Regions from separate parts of the Danio rerio genome. Here region 1 is linked to region 2. A link is a contact called in public Micro-C data. All regions are on one chromosome and are shown on one strand. The core of a region is the stretch at or near the end of the contact, and the rest is flanking DNA. Distances in the headings are between cores, read along the strand shown. Region 1 holds the start of rhoub (ras homolog family member Ub). Region 2 holds the start of rab4b (RAB4B, member RAS oncogene family).

Region 1 (6,835 bases), core at 694-3,193, 150 kb before region 2:
CGACAAGGTGAAAACAGTGATTTTGACATCTAAAAGGAGGTTGAATAATATGAAAAAATATAATAGAAAGGTAGTACATTTTTTAAGTAGGTTTTATTGTTAGTTTTTTTTTTTTTTTTTTTTTTTTTTACAAAAATTTTAATTTGAACAAAATTATATATATATTAAGGACATATAAAGTGACCGTGGTTGAAGAATTACCCATTTATTATCATACATGTGCTACTGCATACGGGTTTGTTATATGTTATTTGTGGGCAACTAGCTTATGTTTTTGTAATTAACTGAGAACTATAGATTAAACACGGTTTTGTTACACTAATCATAGTTGAGTGTTTAAAAACATGTAGCCCTACAAATGTTGCTAACCAATCCCGCAAAAATAAATACATGCAACAATTTCGCAAGGAAAATAAGTTTTTTTCTCTCCAATGCGTCGTGTTTACCGACCTCAACAGCTGTTTTGTAATTAAAAAAAGTTAAATGTTCAAAAGCTGTTTCGTGTATTGACAATACTGGACATATTTGTCCGCGAAAACACACATATATCTTATCAGAAATTGCATTAAATAAACAAAAATTATTTTTTTTACAAAAAAATTAAAAAATTATTTTTTAACAAAACGATTATTTGCAATGATTTATAAGAAAAAATGTTTTTTTTTTTTCTTTATAAAAAGGCTACGAGTTGCTGATGTAAATTAATGGTCAATTCAGCACTTATTATTACAGTTTCATAACTTAAGCTAAACAAGTTATAAAAGAATTACACATTTTACGTTGTCACATATGGAGTTTGTTCAGATGAGATGACATCTGACTGCTGCACTTCGTACTTTATGTGCTGTCTTTAAGAGCAACATGGGTCCCCGCCCCTGCCTTTGGTCTGACCATAAAGATCAGCTTATCTCCTCCTGATATATGCTTTTAAGTAGAATGAGACCAATTATAAAGGAGATGTAAAGCCTGAGCTGGACAAATAATCAATTTCCCTGGCTTTATCCCAAAGATGACTTTGTTATGTAATATTATGTTTTACAGAAACAAACTATGCTTAAAAATGACAGACATACAGTACTAGACATAAAAAAAAACGTTCTAACTATATAAAATAAAGGAAATATATAATAGGCCAACTGATATTTTATCGTTTTAAGTGCAATTTGTTTATTTATTATATCAAGCACTTTCTAAATTAATGTGTTTTAATTTATGACCGGCAGATGGCAGAAAAGATCAGTAATGCGTCGTTGCAAAATTAAGGAAATAATGGCAAGAGATTTGAAAAAGGTTATATTACTTTATTCAGTTTTGCTTATAGTTAGGCTATAGTTTAATATAATTAGGCCTACATTAACAAATTATCATTACAGCGTAATGTAAGTGCAATCTCTACATTTTATGTTTTTTTTCTATGCTGTTTATTTTGCTTGCCACATGTAACATGTGACAATAATAATTGTCATATATTTATATTCCTATTGAAAATAAACTAATTTAAGAGGCGGTTTTCCTAAATTCCACAGTGAAACAGGTGCTTTGCGACCCCAATGAGCCTGTTTTCTCTGCCATATACATAATATTATTTCAAATAAAGAAATATGAAAATATGCATTGAACTAAAGAAAATATGCATTAAATAAAAATATACATTTACTGGCTTATTTAAAATGCACTTTTCCTTTAATAAATGTTTGTGTTTGCTTACTTGCAATAATCTATTAAACAAAATCTACAGACACATAATTCACTGTAAATAAGACTGCGTCATTTAAATCAGTTTTAATAAAAAGGAAGCGTAGCGTTCACAAGCAGAAATCTTTCAACGCGCTATTATTGTATCTTTTTGGTGGCACATTATGAATATTAAATCAGCCATGTGAAGTGGGAGGAGTTAGTCAAATGAAAGCTGACTATAAAAGCTGCCTTTCTCACTCCTCACCCAGTAGTTGTAGAGCAAGAGAACTTTCTAGTTGTCCGTGGAGACCTTCTTGAGTGTTTGGGATTTATTGACTGTTTACACGTCTTGCAGCCAAGCAAGCGTATTCACGCAGCGCTCGTAGGGGCCAGTTCTTTATAAAGTGCTGTTTTTAATGTGTTTTCCTCGGGTCACTCCATCGGGAGTGCGCGAGCCACCTGCGGTCCGGTCATGGATTACAGTAACCTGATGGCGCCTCCGGTTCCCCCGCACATGCCCCAGTCTCCGTCAGCCGCGCACTGCCAGGGCCGCCTGCTTAAGTGCGTGTTTCTCGGGGACGGGGCTGTGGGAAAAACCAGCCTCATTGTAAGCTACACAACCAATGGATATCCAACAAAATATGTCCCGACAGCGTTTGACGACTTCTCAGGTGAGTGTGGGTTGGTGTACTGCAGCGCATCAGCTGCAAACAACAAAAAACAAACTTACATTTGTGAATATCTTAGTTGTTTTGGTAGGCTAAAACCTTTTTTCAGTAATTGAAGCCATTTCTATGTGTTATAGCAGAGCAATGCATTTCATCACCAGAACATTTTGACCCTAATTTTGGACACGATTTATAAACTTTCAGCTCATTTTTTGTTAATGTTTTGGTTTATTTATTTGTTTGACTTGGAAAAGTGTCATTAAAATAACTTCAGGTATTTTCTAATTTGAATAAATATATATTTTTTGTGTTTTTAAAATAAAATTTAAAGTTAAACAAACTGTTTTTGTTAAGTATTAGCCATATATATATATATATATTATTATTTTTTCAAATCTATTAATCAAACTTCATGTCTTTAGTTAATAAATTGGCTATAACTAAAATATAGACATATTTATAAAAAAATCATATTCATAAAAAGTATAAGAACTTAATGCAATTTGTATTAGTAGTAATAGTTGTAGTAAAACTTTTATGCCATTATGATTCTTTCATTTCAAAACATTGTTATAAAGTATTGTTATTTACAATCCTTTTTTAATTATTTTTATTATTATTATTAATATTCATTTATTTATTATTACTATTATTATTTGTATTTTTTTTTCAAATCTAATAATCAAAACAATATTAGATAAAAACTATGTAGACACTTAAAAGTCAAGAACTGCAACAACAACACAGAGAAATGGACTAAAAAGTCACTAGCACTACTTGTTCTTAAAAATGTACAAAAATAAACATTAGCATTATTAATTTAGATTTTCTCAGTTAAACAAATCTTTAAGTATTTCATGTCTTTAGTTAATAAATTGGCTATAACTAAAATATACACATATTTATAAAAAATCATATTTATAAAAAGTATAAGAACTTAATGCAGACTCAAATTTTATAACCTAATGAAAGTTCTTTAAAGATCATATGGTAAAATATTTTTTTAATCAAAGAGCACGTTGCATATGAGGGTATGTTTACAAGACAACAATTTACAAGCTTTATGTTTTAATTTTGAAAGGTTTTGCACACAGACAATAATGTTCTCAACAAATTTAGTCATTTTGCCTGCCAATCAAAGTTGGCAAAGTTCTTTTGTAAAGAAACGTTTGTGCACAGAGCACATACAGTTCTAAAAGGGATGGTTCACCAGAAATGAAAATATTGCCATTCAAACACTGTTGACATGTAAACTAATGGCCAAAACTACTAAAAAGTTTGCAGCTTTTATATAAAAGAGTTATTAAACATCACGCCATCCTGCATAAATTGTGAATGGATGTCAAACAAGAGCCAGTCATGGTCAGATCCCCATTAAATTCCCACAAGCCTGTCTTTGTAGTTCTAAACCTGTTGCGCAATATCGCAATCCTAAACATCTGAGCCCTAAAATCAATTGGGTCTCCTGCTGGAGCCATAGGCGACGTCACCCTCACTGGCTTCAGAGCAGTTACGCAATTCAACAGGTGCCGCACTGGGGCGAAGGGGCCAAATTAAAGACCGATCATATGACAGGGATTTGGAGACTATTATACAATGGGCTCTGAACACTTTGAAGTGACGGAGCATCAGCAGATCACTTTACTGAGGCCTGCTGGAATGAACAGTCGGATTTAACTGCACACTCAGACCTACAGATATGAGCAATGCATGAACAATGAGATGCAGAACATGCATTATATCTAAACTGCAGATCTGTATCATGTTCGTGGGGGTGTATGGTTTTTATTATTGGTTTTATTGTTGTTATAATAATAATAATAATAATAATAATAATAATAATAATAATAACAATAATAATAATAATAAGTATTATTATTATTATTAATAGTATTTGTATTAGTAGTAATAGTTGTAGTAACACTTTTATGCCATTATGATTCTTTTATTTGAAAACCTTGTTTAAAAGTATTGTTATATACAATTCTTTTTTATTATTGTTATTATTAATAATAATAATAATAATCATTTATTTATTATTATTACTATTATTATTTGTATAATTATTATTATTATTATTATTTGTAATCCATTATTATTATTATTATTATTATTATTATTATTAATAATAATATTATTAATAATATTATTTGTATTAGTAGCAATAGTTGAAGTAAAACTTTTATGATTCTTTTATTTCAAAACATTGTTATAAAGAATTGTTATTTACAATTCTTTATTATTATTATTATTATTATTATTATTATTATTATTATTATTATTATTAATAATAATAATAATAATAATAATAATAATAATTTATTCATTATTACTAGTATTATTTGTATAATAATAATTATTATTTTTAATCCTCTATTATTATTATTATTATTATTATTATTATTATTATTATTATTATTATTATTATTATTATTATTATGTTGTTGTTGTTGTTGTTGTTGTTGTTTTGTTGTTTATGTTGTTGTTGTTGTTGTTGTTGTTAATAACAATAATGGCAACAATAATGATAATAGTTGTTGTTATCTTGTTATCTTATATTACAAACATTTTAAGAAAATATTGTTTTTGATGTTGCTATTATTATAAACCTTTTTTATATTATCTGTTAGTCCATTATATGAAAGTATTATTTATTTACATTTGTTAATTTATTATTATAATTCATTCTTATTTAAATTACTAAATAATGAGTTCTACAATATGTTATTCTATGTCTTGTCTTTGTATATAGTTTAATATTTATATTATAATTTAAGGGAAAGTGTTTATCATTCAAATCATGTTTTAATCCTAAAAGCTTTATAAGTATGTCTTATTTACAGCTGAAGTCTCATGGCTGTTTGTTTTGTTTACCATGTCAGCTGACTAAATGGAAACCAGTGTGTGTGTGTGTGTGTGTGTGTGTGTGTGTGTGTGTGTGTGTGTGTGTGTGTGTGTGTGTGTTGGCAGTAAAATGACTCATTGTTTCCCTCCTCTTTTTCCTCCAGCGGTCGTACAGGTGGACGGTCAGCCAGTGAGACTGCAGCTCTGTGACACTGCAGGACAGGTAAGACCTCCTGTGCCCCACTCCGTAACACAATCGTCCCACAATCATAACATCACGTTTAATTCCATTCATTTTAAACCAACCCCTATAAAGAAACTCGATATTTGATGAAAGAAGGCATTTGGGTCACTCTGAAACCAGCATTTCAGATTGTGCAACCAAAAACGTAGCAATTAGAGGGATGGCGTACTGTGAGGAAATCATAAAGCGAGGGAAAAAGAACAATCCTCCAGCTATTGGCACGCAGGTACTGGATCTCCCTTGTGTTTTCGGAGCCATGCAGGCTTGAACAGGGCACCGTTCAAGCAGCGCTTTTGCCTCCAAGTGTTGTTTTTGATGCCAAGCATTTTTACTGATTGTTTTCAAGCTCCTGCTTTCGAAACCGGCTTTTCGTATCACTGACAAACAGCCTGAAAAGGCTTGGCATTGATTCAGATTTTCCATATGATACGGTTGAAGGGTTTTAAACTCAGAAATGGACACTCCTTTGTCATGAGTTAACAAATACGCGACTCTGCCCTCTTAGTACATAACCTATAAATCCCTTTCAGAGACAAGCTCAGGCAAAAAGATAAGAGTTCAGCAGGCTTTCATGTAGAGAACCGACAAATGCACTTTGCACAAACAAAGGCTGCTATCACAAAAGCTTGCTAGTTCGGTTTGTTTGGATGTACTTCTGTTGTGTTGTGCAGGTGACCATGTCAACAAAGGGAAATAGCTGTCAGTTGATTATGATAATGACTGTGTGTCTGATATTAAGTGCTATTTAATGACCGGAGTTATTTTGACTGTAAGGCTGGATAACATAACGACAGGGTCATTTTCATTCATTCATTCATTTATTTTCTTGTCGGCTTAGTCCCTTTATTAATCTGGGGTCGCCACAGCGGAATGAACCGCCAACTAATCCAGCAAGTTTTTACGCAGTGGATGACCTTCCAGCCACAACCCATCTCTGGGAAAGGGTCATTTTCATTAATTCGTTTACATTCGGCTTAGTCCCTTTATTCATCAGGGGTCACCACAGCGGGATGAACTGCCAAATTATTTAGCATATGTTTTACACAGCAGGTGCCCTTCCAGCTGCAACCCAGTACTGGGAGACATCCTCACACACACACACACACACACACACACAGTCATAAACTACAGTCAATTTAGTTTATTCAATTCACCTATACCGCATGTCTTTGGACTGTGGGGGAAACCGGAGCACTTAGAAAAAAAACACACGAACACGGGGAGAACATGCAAACTCCACACAGAAATACCAACTGACCAAACCGGGACTCGAACCAGTAACCTTCTTGCTGTGAGGTGACAGTGCTAACCACTGAGCCACCGTGTTGCCCAGGATCATTTTAATATTAAAAAAATATTACGTTGCCAGCCAGTTACCGTTTACAGTAAGCTGCTGACTGGG
Region 2 (6,273 bases), core at 97-2,596:
GGACAACAATAACAGCATCAAAAAATTGTTACATAGATTGGTCCATGAGTTTTACAGAGAGGTAAAGCATCCAAAAAGCATATATAAGAGAGAAAATATTAAATAAATAAATAAATAAAAAACAACAGATAATATAAAATCAGGTGTTAAACAAATTAAAAAAGCAAAATAAGTTAACAGTTCTAATAGCTTTAAGATTTTTAGAGGAAGCAATAGCTCTGATGTAAAGTTGGTTTTCCTTTTCAAAAACAATAAAACAAGGTATACGTTGAGAAAATTTTGCAGTATATGGACTTTTGCAAGAATTAAAAGAAGGTTAATAATGAAATATTCCTAATTTTATCATTAGGAGTATTGAAAAAAAAAAAAAACGAACAGGATATTTTAAAAAGATAACAAAAATTCTGTTAGTATTTTGCAATGAACAACCAAAGAAAGTTTAATCCAAAAGCATTTTGTATGGGAGAAATTCCAAAAAAATATGATCAGCAATTTTATATTTTTTCAAAAATGTCTTGGCTGTTTAAAATCTGTTTGAATAAAATTTTCTCTAATTTTGTTAGTTATTATATATTTTAAAGACAAAGACCAAACTTTTTTTCCATTGAATCTGATCAGAAATTTCCATCAAAAAAAAAAAAAAAAAAACTTCATTTATGGGGCTGTTACAATTTACTTTTAAAAGAGAGACCTGATTTTGTAATTATGTGTGGAAGGTTGTGACAAAAAACATAAATTCCCACTGAAGTTTCCAAGGGGTGTAAAATTAACCATTAAAGTCTCAAAGAAAATTGTGCAAATTAGGTAGAGAAGAAGAAAATTTATGAATATTATATTTACCAATTAGAATAAATAGATTGCCTATATATTTATGTTATGTTTGTCATGAGAAAGGTAACAAATTATATCACACATAGAAACTTCTGTTCAACTTACATTTTGGACCAAAGCACTTTAACCATTTGTGCATTTTTACCACATAGACTACAAAAAAAAGACAAATCTGCAACAAAATTACCATTCATAAATGTCAATCTACTAATAAGAAACCGAATTTTAAGGTACCGATGACTGAATTATGCTTATATATTAGACTTTTAGAGACTCTAAGAAAACCCTAAGCACTTTAAAACTTTGTGAATTTTACAATGTGTTTATTTGATTATTACATACGTACATTCTGAATATTTGTATTTGATTTATACTTACCACCTGGCATGTATATATATATTTTTGTACTGTTAAAAAGGCAAATTTGCGTCATGACATCACTCCTCTGTAGCGAGCACGTTGTGCACGCGCAGGTCTGTGCTGTGTAAAACAGGAAACGTCGAAAGGCGTTAGCAGCAGTTAATTATTAGCCTGTTGGCTACCACAGCTACACACAGAAACAAACCACAGCAAAGCCTTCATCTGAAGAAGCCAATAAAGACTATCGCCTGCCCGGTCGATTGGTTTCATCGGTGGGACCGACATGTCAGAGACGTACGGTAATGACATTTTTTGTTGTGGTTAGCACTTACAGTTAGCTAGTGCTGGCGCGTGCGTGAGAGTGAGCGCGCGTGCTGTATCAACATCACCAGCAGGCAGACGATTTCTGACTTCAGACCTCTAGTTTTTTCACAATTATAGATTAGTACGTGGCGTGTCAATCACAAGTGCTTAGCCATGCTACTGTCATTCTTGCTGGTCGAGACTGTCTGTAAATATCAGGTAAATATGTGTTTATTAGGTTAATGTCCACACTCTCAGATGGGCCTGTCAGATAAGCAGTTGGGTGTGTGGTGATGATGTCTAAAAAATTTGCCTACGTATTGACACAAGCTGATAAATCTATTCTGTAATTCCTGGTTATGCCATGATTACGATGTTTTAAGCCATCATATAAATGTTTAAAAAGCTCCTTCCGTCGTATTATTATTGCTTTAAGCGAATATGTTTTGGACACATCTCAATATTAAACAAATAATATAAATAATAACAATATGAGATCACACGTGTTTTTGTATAGTTCTGAGATCTGTAAACAACCAGAAAGGTGAGGGGCGCGGCCCGATCTCATTCGGCCAATCAGAAATGTCCTCTGCCTAAAGTGTTTTGAAATGCTGAAATATTTTTTCTGCCTGAAGTTTCGCCGGATTAATTAGTTGAATCTTTTGAATCATTCACTTAAAAGCCTCTTTTAAGTCTAATTAAAATTTTGTAAAGCAAAAACTGAGGCAAATATGTTTTTTTTTTTTTTTGCCTTTAGAGTTTTTATCATGACAGTGTAAACATTTATTCAATAATTTTCTTTTCGTCTTAGTCCTTTTATTAATTAGAGGTTGGCACAGCAGAATGTACCACCAACTTATCCAGCACATGTTTTATGCAGCGGATGCCCTTCCAGCTGCAACCCATCTCTGGGAAACATCCATACACACTCATACACTACGGACAATTTAGCCTACCCAATTCACCTGTACCGCATGAGGAAACCCACGCGAACGCGGGGAGAACGTGCAAACTCCACACAGAATGCCAACTAACCCAGCCAAAGCTCAAACCTTGCTGTGAGGCGACAGCACTGCCACTTCCGACTGTGCCACTTCGTCGCCCAGTGTAATCATGACAAATCATTGGGTCTTTGTTCACTCTGAATACGACAAATATTTGGTTGAAATAGTAGTAGAGTAGAGGGTTTTGAAAAACATTCACAAGTCGGTTTTATTTTCACACATTCGTTTGAATATAACTTGTGACTCTGTCCTTATATTGTTTACCATTCTACTTTGAATATTCAGTCTAAAATAGCATGCAAGTATGACCACAAAACAACATTAGCACTTATTAATTGACTGTGAACATTGAGCAATGGTGTTCTTTGACAGTCTTTGGCGGATTAAATGACTTCTCTATTTTAGAATTAGCAAAGATTACTTTTCTGAAAATATACCATTACGTATAAAGTCAGAATGTAATGCGAATATAAAATAAAATAGTTTACCTTTATTTTGTAAACTTTCTTCTTCTTTATTACCTGAATTTGCTTTGAGTGCTGTTTTTGAATCATCGTTCTTTTGTGAATGCAGTTCAGTTAAAGAGCCCATATTATACATGAAATTGGGTCATATCTTGGTTGTAAGGATCTCCAACAACAGTTTAATAACCATGCAAGGTCAAAAAACACTTTCATGGTCTCAAAATCTGCATTTATTTTTACCTAATTATCCCAGCGACTTCGGTATGAATCGTCCTGTGATTCATTTGTTCCCAAACCCCTCCTTAGCGCGAAGCTAATCTGTTGCGATTGGTCGACTGCCTTCAGTGAGAGAGTGAAATGTCCAACAGCTAATCAGCAATATAAAAGTAATCACAGTTGATGCTCGATAGTGTAGGCGTGGATTTTAGCTGCCAGTGGGTCAATGTAAATACAGACTATGGACTTGAAAATACAGACGACTGACTATTTTATTGAGCAAAAACTCCAAAAACAGTTGAGGAGATCTCCTAGCTTCTCACTCTGCTCTTTTCACAGACACACACACACATATTGCACACACACACACACACGCACGCACACACACACACACACACACTTAACCCTGCTCCGGACGACAACGTGCGCGCACACACACACACACACACACACACAAACAAACACACACACCTCCGGACGACAGCGTGCGCACACACACACACACGCACACACAGACACACACACTACTCCTCCTTCACGGAGCTCCGTAAACAAAGCAGCACGCGTCGCGTTTTAAACGTGACTTTGCACGCGATAAGAGAATATAGCGAGTTAACCTGATACAGTACACGTGGTTACAAGTAACAAATCACAACTAAATACATTTGAAAGCTAGAGTCAACGAGGCAACCTTAATTGCGCGTACTTACACTTGAGAAATGGAAGAAACCCATCCTGACGTCCATCAGTAAGTTACTCTTTACTGATCCTTCTTTTAACAAACGCCGATGATGTATTCTTTGTAGCATGTAGTTTGCGGAAGTTTCCAGTAGTTTCCAACTGCTTGGCTATAATGCTGAGGTTTCATCTTTGGGTAGAGACTCAATATATCCATCTGCAGTGTGACTTCAATCGACCGGCATGTTTGTGTGTGTGTGTGTGTGTGTGTGTGTGTCTGGGTTTCTGCGTCAGAGGGCGGGGCCTCAGGTTTGAAATCTCCCGGGTTTGCGCGTGCACGTGAATAACTTGGTTTCATTCGCACGTCATGGCGAAACACCTAATGAGTCGGTATCAAGGAGACTCGTTTGAAGCACTATGAGTCGACTCTTTTATAGATGAATCAACCGTTTTAAACACTGTACACTAACAGATTTAAGCCTTAGCTGGACACTTCACTTCACTTAGAGCTGTGTTACACACTACATGGAGGGGAATTTTCAAAAACCCATAATATGGGCACTTTAAGGACTGTGAGGACCAAAAACTTATGATCTTATAAAAGAGAAGTTGAACATACCAGAAAAAAAAATGAAGCAACAAACTAGGATTGGTTTCTAATGCAGTTTGATTGGCCCTAGCGATTCAATTCTCCTGTTTATCAATCAATTACAAAGACTCATTCCGGCTGTGTTCAGACAGGAAAATGTGTACCAAACCTATTTGGTTAATGCAGGTCATCATGATGACCAAAAATGAATCTGATTTTGTGATTGTGAAGTTAAAAAAAATAACGAGAGCAATATATTAGAATTGATTTCTAATGCAGTTTGATTGGCCCTAGTGATTTAATTCTGTTTTATTATCAATCACAATTGAGGTGAGGTTGGTTTTATATTCGGACAGTCGTTTAAAATGTTCATGTGACTGTTCCTAAAATGTTTACCATGCTACTTTGAGTATTGGGTCTAAAATAGGGCCGCATGATAGTGGAAATATCTGATATTGCAATATTTTATTTTTCTGCAATAAATATAAAGATTTAAATGCAGTTTCAGAAGATTGTTTAAATAGTACTATTTAATGGTTTCTGAGAAGTCTAAGGGCCCTATCATACACCCGGCGCAAGGCGCGATGCAATAATTGTTTGCTAGTTTTAGCTTGGCGCAAGAGTCGTTTTGATGTTTTGCTGTTTAAATAGCAAATGCATTAGCGCTCATATGTGCGCCCATAGGCATTCTGGTGTAAAAAGGAAGGCATTCTGAGGCACATTGCTATTTTGAGAAACTATAATAGATTTTTCATTAGACCAAAACAAGGCCAGCCTAAAGTCAGCACAGAGAGTGTTAGTTGTGCGCCTCGCTTACACACTGCTTAATACACACAAGATGTAGAGCAATACGCAAATATCTTTACATATAAAAAAGAATTAAAATATTAAGGATATATAGAATATAATCAGTATTTATATGGGATATAAATATAAAGGATTAAAATATTACAAAACATATTATTTTCTAGCCTACATAAATTTAAAAAGCATACTTTCATGCCTTCTTCATCTCAAGGGATTTTTCAGTTTATTCGTGACAATTTGCTTTTGTATAATGTTATTATTATTAGTATTATTTATTATATTCATATTTATATTTGTTTTATTAAAAACAAGCTTAGATTTGTCCACCTGTCAGGTTTTAGACCATATGGGGCACAGCATGTGTTCTAAGATATACAGTAACTGAGGTTTTTGACCACACATCGTTATTATTGTTCATTTATTGAAAATTAGAACTGAAAGTTTTGAAACAAATCTTTGCGCTTAACAAACAAAATTAATTATTTATAGGCTAATTGATGTCTGTGCGTTTAAGGTTTCCCTATCCATGAGAGCGTGATACTCTCACGAAAGTGAAAGTAGATTATGAGATGCCTGATCTCTCATTCTCGCGCTGCAGATGCTCTATTTAACTGGTTTCTTGCTAGTGAAATGCTCAGTTTTTCCATTTACAAAGTCTGCCATGTAAATAGCAAATGCGCTCATGGCGCGACCCAACTGGCTCTTATAGGGAATTAGAGATGAGACTCTGATTGGTTTATTTTGAAAACACACCTATAACTCATTAAGAAAATTAGATCAACCACTTTAGATCAAGCGCCACGGCGCAAAGCGGATTTTTCAGTCCTTATATTAGCAAAAGTGGATTCTGACATGACTTTAAAGCATTTGCGCCCTGCGCTTTGCTCTTTGCACATGGACCATCAAAATAGAGCCCTAACAGTATTCTGGTAAAGAAACTTAATAATTACAATGCAAAAAAAATGCTTTTCTTACTTAGTTTTGTTGCATTTCTAAAAAAAAAAAAAAAAACTTGCTCTAA

The links. Hi-C and Micro-C count contacts between places; a contact is called where the count stands out from the background.
Region 1: a Micro-C map of caudal fin shows a contact between it and region 2, with 14 times the contacts expected there. The contact joins the promoter of rhoub here to the promoter of rab4b in region 2. A contact is called at or near these places in 7 of 18 Hi-C or Micro-C datasets (caudal fin, embryo, fibroblasts and 3 more) and 1 of 4 datasets of contacts at active chromatin or transcription factors (caudal fin).

What each region holds. Positions count from the first base shown.
Region 1 is chr15:10,168,087-10,174,921 of GRCz12tu, reverse strand. It overlaps rhoub (ras homolog family member Ub), which reads left to right and starts at 1,943. Exons shown (of 3, transcript NM_001017784.3): 1 at 1,943-2,348; 2 at 5,354-5,412. The coding sequence starts at 2,150.
Region 2 is chr15:10,021,899-10,028,171 of GRCz12tu, reverse strand. rab4b (RAB4B, member RAS oncogene family) reads left to right here and starts at 1,346. Exons shown (of 8, transcript NM_001004002.1): 1 at 1,346-1,490. The coding sequence starts at 1,475.